3 separate regions of the Mus musculus genome follow, and regions 1 and 3 are each linked to region 2. The links are chromatin contacts, called in public Hi-C and HiChIP or PLAC-seq maps. All regions are on one chromosome and are shown on one strand. The core of a region is the stretch at or near the end of the contact, and the rest is flanking DNA. Distances in the headings are between cores, read along the strand shown. Region 1 overlaps Hivep3 (human immunodeficiency virus type I enhancer binding protein 3). Region 2 overlaps Scmh1 (sex comb on midleg homolog 1). Region 3 has its middle 15 kb from the start of Exo5.

What was found. HiChIP or PLAC-seq counts read pairs in DNA pulled down with a chosen protein or histone mark. A called contact is a pair of places that touch in the nucleus more often than the background predicts.
Region 1: a contact with region 2 is called in a Hi-C map of the C2C12 cell line, with 2.4 times the contacts expected there. The contact joins two enhancer-like sites.
Region 3: a CTCF HiChIP or PLAC-seq map of the NIH/3T3 cell line shows a contact between it and region 2, with 5 read pairs. The contact joins two enhancer-like sites. A contact is called at or near these places in 3 of 39 promoter capture datasets (cranial neural crest, hippocampal neurons and neural stem cells), 1 of 15 datasets of contacts at CTCF or cohesin (the NIH/3T3 cell line) and 1 of 9 other capture datasets (embryonic stem cells).

The regions. Positions count from the first base shown.
Region 1 is chr4:120,126,895-120,130,239 of GRCm38.p6, forward strand. It overlaps Hivep3 (human immunodeficiency virus type I enhancer binding protein 3), which reads left to right. Exons shown (of 9, transcript NM_010657.3): 7 at 1,382-1,468. Among named protein-coding and RNA genes, the nearest start is that of Edn2, 33 kb to the right of the region's middle. Within about 2 kb of position 1,302, at least 50 of the 459 cell types and tissues checked have an H3K27ac peak or open chromatin away from gene starts, as enhancers often do. A contact at or near this core is called in the C2C12 cell line, where this site is marked.
Region 2 is chr4:120,515,350-120,518,871 of GRCm38.p6, forward strand. Scmh1 (sex comb on midleg homolog 1) reads left to right here. Exons shown (of 18, transcript NM_001379185.1): 14 at 1,537-1,728. Among named protein-coding and RNA genes, the nearest start is that of Slfnl1, 15 kb to the right of the region's middle. Within about 2 kb of position 2,207, at least 115 of the 459 cell types and tissues checked have an H3K27ac peak or open chromatin away from gene starts, as enhancers often do. A contact at or near this core is called in the C2C12 cell line and the NIH/3T3 cell line, where this site is marked.
Region 3 is chr4:120,908,151-120,911,689 of GRCm38.p6, forward strand. No RefSeq gene overlaps it. Among named protein-coding and RNA genes, the nearest start is that of Exo5, 15 kb to the right of the region's middle. Within about 2 kb of position 1,846, at least 13 of the 459 cell types and tissues checked have an H3K27ac peak or open chromatin away from gene starts, as enhancers often do. A contact at or near this core is called in the NIH/3T3 cell line, where this site is marked.

The sequences.
Region 1 (3,345 bases), core at 52-2,551, 390 kb before region 2:
ACGCACACACACACACACACACACACACACACACACACACACACACACACACAGGTTTTCTTGTCCCCACCCCCGGCTCTATCTGTCTGCCCATTCTCCTTTTCCCCTCTGGACTGGCCTCCCATACATTCCCACGTGTGGACATCCATCCTCCGATCATGTAGCCGCCCATCTTTCCATCTGCTTACAGGCCAACTTCCACCAGTTCCCCTGTTTATTTTTCCCCGTGGACCTTGCCTCCTCTGTCTGCCTGCCTGCCATCGGCTTCTCCTCCAGTGTCCATCTGTCCTCATGCTTCTATCTTTCTCTCCATGTTCCTCCATTCGCCATACCTCGTCCCCCTGTGCACTCGTTCCCAGAGACTCCATCTTTCCATTCTACCTCCTTCCGTCCATCCATTCAGACTCAACAATTTAAGGCTCATGGGACAGCGTACCTGACCCCGGGAGCTTCAGACATGTTATAGGATCAGCCATGTGGAAATACAACAGTCCTCAGAGCACAACCCAAAGGAACTTCCTGTGACGTCTGTCTGTGTTCTCTGGGGACAGGACAGGGAGCTTAGCCTCTCCTCCCTGAACCTGCTGTCCACAGAGCTCCTCACCCTGCAGCCTGTCACAGGTGTGCACCATGGAGAACCTGACATCACTGTTGCTGTTGTTGTTACCCTGGCCTCAGAAGCTATCGCTCCAGTTCCCCAGCCTATGGGGCCAGGCCTACAACTTGGGGCAGTACCTCAGGGCTTCACAGAGCCTTGGACAACCCATTCCCATAGCACTCTAGTCCTCTGTCTGCACTGTGCCCCAGAGAGGGGGCTGTCCCTAAGACAGTCCCAGCCTGCGTCCCAGAGCCTGTGGGGCTCATGTCCCTTGCTGCTCACCTCACTGCTCCTGCAAGGAACCATGCCCTGCTTTCTCTGCTTAGACCCTAAGGATTGGCCTGATTGTAGTATACTCGGTCAGAAGAACTTCTCAGCCCGCAGCTACTGTATTAGTCATGAGAATCCCATGTCACTCCAGCATTTAAGATTGCAAATCATCTTATCTGAGTGTGCCACCAGCCCCGGGGCCCAAACATAAGACAGAAGCAGAAGAAAAAAAATGCACCTGAGTGGTCTTTCAACTTCTCTGTGTTTTAACCAGCATCTCTGGTTCTCACTGTACCCTGCCCCCTCCCCCCCAGCTGCATGCCCTCCCTGCCCCAGCTCCTGTGTTTGACCTTCTGTAGCAGTTACAGTTGCATAGTCTGGCTGCATGCTGGAGCACAGGAGGCCTTGGCCCCTGCCCAGCCCTCGGCACTTGTGTAAGGAGCTGTGGCCTGGCAGCTGTGTATTGCCCTCCCCCTACCACCAGGCCATGAGTCTGTTCTCATTTCTTTCCAGGGAATCTGACTAAGCACATGAAGTCGAAAGCCCACAGCAAAAAGTGCCAAGAGACGGGGGTGCTGGAGGAGCTGGAAGCCGAAGAAGGTACTGTACCAACCTCCTCTTTCCCTAACTCCCTCTCCACTTCACATCCCTCCCCCTTACCCCTGACCTTCCCCCTTTCCAGACACCCTCATTTCTACTACTGTTCCCCTTCCTCTCTCTCCCTCCCACCATCTTTCCCTTCTATGTCCTCCCTTCTAGTTTGCTGAACAACTGGGAAGCAGCAAATGTTAAATTCATAAAATGCTCCCCAGTGCCACAGAGCCAGTCACTGTGCAGTTCAGTATAACCTAGTGTTCCAGCAGAAAGCCAGCCCCAACGGGAACTCGGCGCACCCAGTGTGTGCCAAGCACAGTCTAAACACGTGCCTTGAGTTGTCTTAGTGGGACCTGGATAGATCTTCAGGCACTTAACTAGAAGTCTCTTCTGATAGGAACCTGCAATGTGGTCTGTGGGACTGCGAGTGTCACTGAGAAAGGCAAAGCTAGATCGGGTAGGTCCATCCCTTCTCGGCCCTGACACATCACTACAACCTGACTATGGTCCTCCAGCATCAGAAACAAGCTAGAGGCAGACTGATAGCAGACAAGGCAGGGGACACGGGTAAGGAGGGAGGCCAGAGGGGCTGCGGCAGATAGAATGACAAACCTTAGCTGTAGATTCTCAGGAGTCAGGGTCAGGGCTTAGTGTGACAAGACGAAGAAGGGAGTGGGTCAGGGGGGTGGGGGGCAGAGAAGAAAGGAGAAAGCTGTGGTTTTTATTTTCTGTTTGTGAAGCAATCTAACAAGAGTTAGATCATGTTTCTTTTAACACTGAATAAACCAATGTTTACAACAATCCACTCAAAGCACTGTCTTCACAAATTATAATGTGAGGCCCCCATGTTGTCAAAATGCATGCCAGGCTACTATAGATGGTGTCCTGGCGAGGGCCCTGTAACATAAGCCCAGACATGGGACCATGAAGGACCATGAAAGACAGGGGGCCTTGGCTGACCTCTATCCTCTATCCTTGAGTATAATGGGAGTGATACATATGTCCTCTGCCTGTGTGCGGAGAACTCCAGCAGGGGTGTAGGGATGTGATCTAGGCCAGACACATGAGCACAGTTCAGGTGAGAAGTGGTCTGATTCCAGATGCTTTCAGAGACTGAGCCCATAGATGGTCCTGCTACATCATAGAGGGCAGAGGAGGGGAGGGAAAGGGCCAGGGATGGCTCCAAGCTTTGTAACCTAAGAGACTGGAAGGATGGAGTTGTTACTTCATGCACCAAGGCAGACCCAGCGACGGGCATTAGGATCTGGGTATCCTAAACATAGAGTTGGTAGCAGGAACTGCCCTGAAGAGCACCAAGCCAGGATGCCCTAGCTCCAGCACACTGCTAAGGAATGGGTTGTCAGCCACTGCCACCCTGTGGCCAGTCTTAGAAACTGCACCCAGAAGGTTCTGTCCAGTGCCTTCCACTAGATTTGAAAGCACTAAAGGCAGAAAAAGGCCCATATGGAATATCAGGAAAGGGGGGGGGGGTGCTGAGCAGGCAGGGGAACCCTTTAGATGCCTGCAGGAATCAGATGTGGAGTGCCTGAAGTAGTGTGGTCTGGAGAGGGCTTCTTCCATCATCCCCGCCACACTGGGACTCATACAGGGGGCCTTCACTTTCTCCTCAGTAAAGAAGGGCTTTGGGGCCTGTCTTGATGGATGTCAGGAGATGCTGGCCCCAACTCCCTCCCCAGTCAGGACCCTGCTTCAGCCTTCATGTGCAGATGCTAACAGTGCCACCCTGGCCACCTGCCTATGGGAGGGGGAGACACAGACAGAGGAGATGGTAGCAGACACAAAAGGACATAAACCAGCCATTGTCACCCAGCAAGAGGAGGGCAGGGTGGGGATTCGTGGCTGCATCTGCTTCTCAAAGCATA
Region 2 (3,522 bases), core at 957-3,456:
TTCATACTCATAGGCTCTGGAGAATGCAAACGTATCTCATTCCTCCAGAGTCCATACTGCCAGTTCCCAGGCTCTGCTGGACTTATATAACCTGAATACCATATAGTATGTACCAAATACCTCTGCCAAAAATACCTAACACAACCTCTAAACTTTGGTCCACACACAGAAAATATAAGTGTTGCTTAAAGCCATTTCATAGGAAATAACATAGGGCCTATGTTGTTGCAGCAAAAGAATTTCCTCAACTGGCTCCAGAGGAGCTTTGACCTCCTTTCATTTCTCTGCCTCCTAAGCTTCTGGGCCTATAGGACCCATCCAAGAGAGCTGAATTCCAGGATAGAGGGAAAATGCGAGCTTGATTTAACAGTATGGTACTTTTTCTGCAGTAACTGACAATATTTTCCTGCTGTGTTCTATTTCTTTTCGGTTTTCTTAAGTCCAAAATCTTATTTTTACCCACCAAGGCTACAATGGCTTGACCTACCTTGTGCCTTCCAGTCTTTACTCTAATGTTTCCTTATAGTCCCCCCCCCCTTTCCCCTTAGCAAGCTGCTATGGTATTAAGGAACCAGCTGACAGGAAGCATAAACAGCCAAATAGTCCTTTTAGCAAATACCTGTTGAGCCTTTACTGTGTGGCAGAGGTTTCTGCCAAACACTAGCCAGGAAAAGGGAAAACAGACTCATGTCTGCAATGGTGGAAAAGAAAATCTACATACTCTATAGAAGGGTGACAACAGAAATGTTACAGAGGCAAGTCCAGACAGTCACTGGATGCATGGAGGATGGGTACTGCAGATACATTCAAACCAGGTCTTGAGGCCCAGACCACTCTCTGGCCTCCTTTGCAGCCGTCTGCAGGGTCTGAGGTGTCCTAACTGCCTGCAGTTGCTCTTCACCTCTACTGCCTAGAGTTCTTCCTCTTTAAAACTTTCTTGAGTGATTTATCTCCCCAGATTTCCATTTCCTCACTTCCCTCAAAGACACTTACATGAGCCTTTTGCTTTTTAAAAATTATGACAATATTTTGATAGAAATTAGTATGTAAAAATAACAAGTGTGAAACATTTCCCAATGTTGTCCAAATCCAGTATCCTGATGTAGATTGGAAATTGTATGTCTAGGCCGCTGCTAACAACAGCAGTATTATTTCGGCATAGCCTCCCTGTTGTTGGGCAGATTTCTTGTGAACACAGCACCCTAGGTGAGCGCACTTCCTGAAAGAGGCCCAGCCAGGTGATGAAGCAGATAGCATTATGTTCATAGTTGTTTGCACAGGTTGAGTCAGACCACACCAGAGCCCTGAGGGTGCAACAGACCTGGCCTGGCACTCCCATGATTACACGCCCTTTGGAGTTAGAGGCAAAAATCAAAGCCCTTGAGCAAGGAAAAGAGCAGGAAGAAAACAAGTGGGCAAGCAGCCTGGCACTGCCTTTTGTAACCTGCCAAGCCTAAGACACACATGAGCTGAGCTTCTCCAGCCGGCACGACCCATCGTTGTACAACTTACTTCTTTGTGTACTTGACTCCACAGCCGTGTTTGACCGGGAACAGCACACTCTGAACCTCCCAGCAGTCAACAGCATCACCTATGTCCTCCGTTTCCTGGAGAAGCTCTGCCACAACCTTCGAAGTGACAATCTGTTTGGCAACCAGCCCTTTACACAGACTCACTTATCACTCACTGCCACAGAGTATAATCACAACCACGACAGGTACCTACCAGGTAGGAGCTGGGATGGGGACTGGGCTGAGCTGTGGCTGTGCAGCCAGGAGCGCCTGCGAGCCTAGCACCCACACTCCGGAGATCTGGTTTCTGCCCTTTACCCTTGCCACATCTGGGTTAATCTAGGGGGTTTTGGGTTTCTGCCACTTTAAGTCTTCAGAATTTTGCTGTCACTCTAGAATCTCTCTTTCCTCTGGACCCCTGTCTCGAGAAGTTGTCCTATGGGTTCCTTCTGTGCAGCCCAAGAAGCCCCAGCACATCTCTCAGTATGAATCAGAGGCCTCATGCAGCTCTCCTTTGCTAGCTACAAGGTTTACTCTTAGGCTAGAGATGGAGGAAGTTGTTCCTTTTGATTGGCCATCCATTCTTTTCTTTGGCATGTGGCCCTAACTTCTAGCATTGCCAGTCTAACAAGTCCATTCAAGTTCCTGCTGTTTCCAACTAGGCTGGAAAATAACTTTTTAGTTAACATACCAGAGCCACAATGAGAAAGCGGATGCCACGTGGCTAGGTCAGTGACTAAGCACTTCCCAGAGTGCTTGAAGAATGAGTGGAGCTCGGCAGCTCTGATCTGGAATACAGGACACAGAACCGAGGGAGGGAGGAAAGCTTGGTCCAAACAGAGAGAGGTAGGTTGCTGTTAAATGGGAGGAATTGTTCTTTAAAAGACACCTGTGATGGTGCCCTGAGTAGAGAGGAGGTACGTCAGCCTGGGGCTACTCTGTCTATCTCAGGTTCGTGAGTCTGAAAGGTGCCTGGGGCTTCTGCATGGGTCTCACTCCCACACTCCCTTTCCTGATGTCTTTTCATCAGACTCTTAATGAAAAGACTTCTGACGAAAGTATCACTTCTAGAGAATGTACTCAGGGAAGAGACCACACAACCAGTCTCCTCTGACCCCTCTATACTTCTGCCACAAATGAGGATTGCTTATGTGATTTGAGGTGAAAAGATACCTAAACTACTCCTTTGCCTGCATGTCAACCAAACATCTGGGCCCTGCAGCTGTCTCATGCCTCTCAGGTGGTTCTTTTCTTCAGAGGAAACTTCTTAAACTACCTGCTCTAAATTGCTTTTTTTTTTTTTTTAAACATCAGAACCTATAAGAACAGTCCTTCAGTTAGAATGTTGTATTGGATAGGCTGGAGTTGGAACAGACAAAGACAACGTGTTAAATATTCTCAGCCATTGTCATTTGGGAGCCCTGGGCTCTGTTTCCCTAATGAAAGGCCTGACTGGAAATCTGAAAGAGGAGGTGCATGAGAGGGAGCTGCACAAAGAGAAGAAACTTAGAACACTGCCCCTCATGAACTGGGAAAGTACAGCGGCTGCTGGGGGCATGCCCGCAGTGGGCCTCTAGTCATGAAGAAGAGTAGGGGTACCCTTTCTAGCTGTGACTGTGTCCCATCAACCCCATGTCAGACAGGCTGCACCAACTCTGAGCCTCTCTGCCCACCAAGCTGTTCTTCATGGGAGGTTTCAGCATGTTGTCTACTTGCATCCTGCCTTCTGTTTACTTCTTACTAGTAGTTTTAACTGTGCCCAGACAAGCCAGGCCTTTGTCTAGACTTCTGACTCCTCCTCTCTGTAGCTTGTCTTCTCTGCCTGCCTGTTCCTCTGCTCTGATACCTCATTGGCACCTATATTTTTCTGGTTATTTACCGGCCCTCTGCAGAGCCCCATTAGTATCTGTAGCTTTTTTTGTTTGTTTTTCCTTTAAACCTGTTTTGTTGCCATTCCCCCACATTTCCTGGAGCCCTTTCCCCTTCCTGCCTTGCCACCACCTTGCCCTAC
Region 3 (3,539 bases), core at 596-3,095, 390 kb after region 2:
GTCCTAATTTTAAGTCACAAGAACGGAAGATCCAAAATTCTTCTACTTCTTGGTTTTAAGTGAGAGAGTATCTACCTGGGTGTGGCCTCAGCCTCTGGACACCGTGGGAATAGCAGTACATTATGCGCGCAGTTAGAAGCAAGCAACTCACAGGTAAGAGTTGAAATAATTGAAGGGCAGCTGTGCACAACGCAATGCATAAGTTCAGCTGCAAATGTGCCTATGACCTGATTCTCAGCAGCCTTCATACTCTGTGTTAGGGACTTAAACTATGCTTTCCCATAATGATTATTTTTGTTATTAATAGATAATGTACTCACTATTTGGTCATTAACATGCAATAGCACATTCCCCAGAAATGCATCTGTTGACGCTCTTCCTTGAGTTGAATGATATTTAACTGGAGCTGAATGAATGGTCAGTGCTAATATTAAGTAACATGCATGATCTGTTCTTATAAAATCCTGAACATTTTGCTTGCTATGCTCCATTATACTTTTGGTGGGCTGATTTTGCTTTTGCTTTTTCTCATTTTGTAATTTAATTATTATCATGATTTTATAAATGGCTGGTGTATTTAAATCAATAAAATTTTAAATTTTACAAAAAAAAAAAAAGATCCAGACCAGCCAGAGCATCACAGTGAGACCTTTTCTCAAAAACAAACAAACAAAAAAAAAATAAATAACATGGGAGTGTTCTAGGAAAGAAGGAAAGAAAGAAAGAAAGAAAGAAAGGAAGGAAGGAAGGAAGGAAGGAAGGAAGGAAAAAAGAAAGAAAGAAAGAAAGATAGAAAGAAAGAAAGGAAAGAAAGGAGGAAAAGACAAGACAACTTCCCAAAGGCGAGAACATCCAAAACAGCTTTATCCACTCATGAAAGCCCCAAATGGAAACAAACTTACAAACTGTCTGTTACAGTGCAGTCCAAATATTGAAACCACGTAGAAATTTGAAAGAGGGACTTTATTAAGTAATCATATAATTAATTCCGTTTTTTTTTTTTTTTCTTTCTAAGACATGTTTTTACTGTGACCCAAGCTGTTTTGGAACTCAATGTGTAGTTTAACCTGAGGCCAGGGATACCTCACTATGCCCAGCTTAAGAAGGAAATGTTAAAACAAACCAGCCAGTTTAGTAGGCTCATGCCTGTAATCCAAACACTTCAAAGTAGATGTAGGAGAATCATGGTAAGTTCATGGCCAGCCTGGGCTACATAGGAGACCTTGTCTCAAGAAAAGATAATAACAAAAGAAAAACACATCAATTTAGCATTGGAGCAGCTATGAAGATGTAAAAGGAGAGGGAAAAGCCTGGTATCCTTCAGTGGTAGAGTACTTGCCTAGCACGCACAAGGCCCCGAGTTCAAAATGACCTAAGGACTATCCTAAAGCTGAAGGAAGATACCCAAAGAAACAAATTGGAAGGTGGGACTCTTCCTAAAGCTGTGACGCAAACCTGTTAGCAAACATGTACGATAATGTAAGAAGTCGGCTGTGCTACAAAGGCTAGCCTTGGTAGAAGAAACACGAGTGCCCAGAATAGTCATGAACCTACTTGCACACAGAATGGTGCAAGACCTGGTGTTGGAAGCACCCTGGAGCAGAAGCTGAGACTTGGCACACAGGAGTCACGAATGTCCATGTCCGGGCCAGCTGAGATGGGCAGTGTCCTCATTGGGAGCATTGTTCAAGGCGGCTCTGGACTAGGGTTGTATCTTTATAGGTGTTAATGTGATGGGGACATGTAGTCGGGGCAAAACACAAACAGATAGCCCATGCATGTGCTGTTGGCACAGACGGGGAGAGTAAAACAACTCACCAGAAGGAAATGCAAGTTCCTTCCTGCTGCAATGGCTCTGCAGCGCCATCTACTGACAAAATGTCGTGCTCTCATTGAAAGAAACTTGAAGCCGCTGCTCTTAACCTGTGGGTCGACCCTTTTTGGGGCGTCATCTGTTAGTCGCCTAAGTATTTTATGGTTGGGGGGTCACCACAACATGAGGAACTCTATTAACGGGTCACAATTTTAGGAAGGTTAAAAACCACTACCTTTAAGGAACTATGACAGAACAGGCAACGGAAGGAAGATTGGAAGAAGTAACAGATGTATAACTGTCACATCTACCCACAGTGGGGGAAAATCCACCTGTGGCATATTGAGATGGGCAACCATAGGACACTACTGTGCTTGCAAAAGCAACAGCAGGGATGAAGTGTCAAAATGACAACAACATGTGCGTGCTGAAGGAAAGGTATTACACAAAGGGTAAATGCCTTCATTACATGAAATTTTAGAACATTCAAGACTAATTTGCAGGGGGCGTGGGGAACGTCAATTAGTAAACTAAGTGTGGTGGCTTAGGCTTGTAATTCCAGCACTTGGGAAACTGATGTATGAGGATCAAGTGTTCAAGGATAGTCTAGGTTACCTAGCCACACCCTACCCTCCCCCAAGCAAAACAACAGAAAGAGTACATTACATCTGTAATTATACCCCCGTAATGCCTATTTTCAAAATGTTGTCTGAAAACAGGAGTCTATGGTATAGGATGGAGACTACTATCCGTTCCAAATCCTGCTCCCGGGGAATTCCTGGCCAGGAGCCATTTGAAAAGACTGAAGCTTTGGTAGACGAGAACAAACAAACAAAAAGGAAAAAAAACAAAAAAACAAAAAACGAACTACAGGCTAATCTAATGGAGTCTTCTCAATTGAGAGTCCCTCTTCTCAGATGACTCCAGCTTGTGTCAAGTTGACAAAACAAAAAACAAAAACAAAAACAAAAAACTATAGCAGCACATTTAGCCATCATCAGTCACACAGTGTCCATAGTTCAGCCCCAGGCCCATGTGGTGTGAGGGGACAATGACAGAAGACTGGCTTATCAAGGTTGGATACTGTGACTCCTGCCCTTAGTCCCAGCACTCAGGAGACATGGGAAGGTGGATCTCTGAGTTTAAGGTCAGCCCAGTCATAGGAAGTTTCAGATCAACCAGGGCTACATGGTGAGACAGTTTCAAAAGCAAACTGGCTGTTGAAGCATCAATGTTCACGGAGTAGGGAGGAGCAACCTGCCAAAGAAAAGGCCTCGCTGAAGATTCCACCGACTGCCGAAAGTGAGTCACTGAGAACTGCACATGAGACCAACACCTGTGCCAATAATAACTATGAGAGGGGATTGTGAAGAGGTTGCCAAACTGTGGCCGCCAGCTCCTTTATAAATAAAGCCTAGCATAGCTCACTAGCTAGTGTCACCTGTATGGCTGGTAGAGTGGGGGCTCGCAGTCTTGACTGCTTTATGTCTGTATGTTTGCCTAGAAATTGCATAGATTGGTAAAGGATATCTTCCAGGACCCAGGAATGAAGATCTAGGCTAGTCCTAAAATATCAGACAGGCTGTGGTGGGATATGCCTTTAATTCCAGCACTCTGGAAGCAGAGGCAGGGTCTCTGCAAACTCAAGGCCAGTCTGATCTGCAGAGAGAGTTCCAGGCCAGCCAGGGTGACATAATGAGATCCTGTATCAATAATAATAATAAGA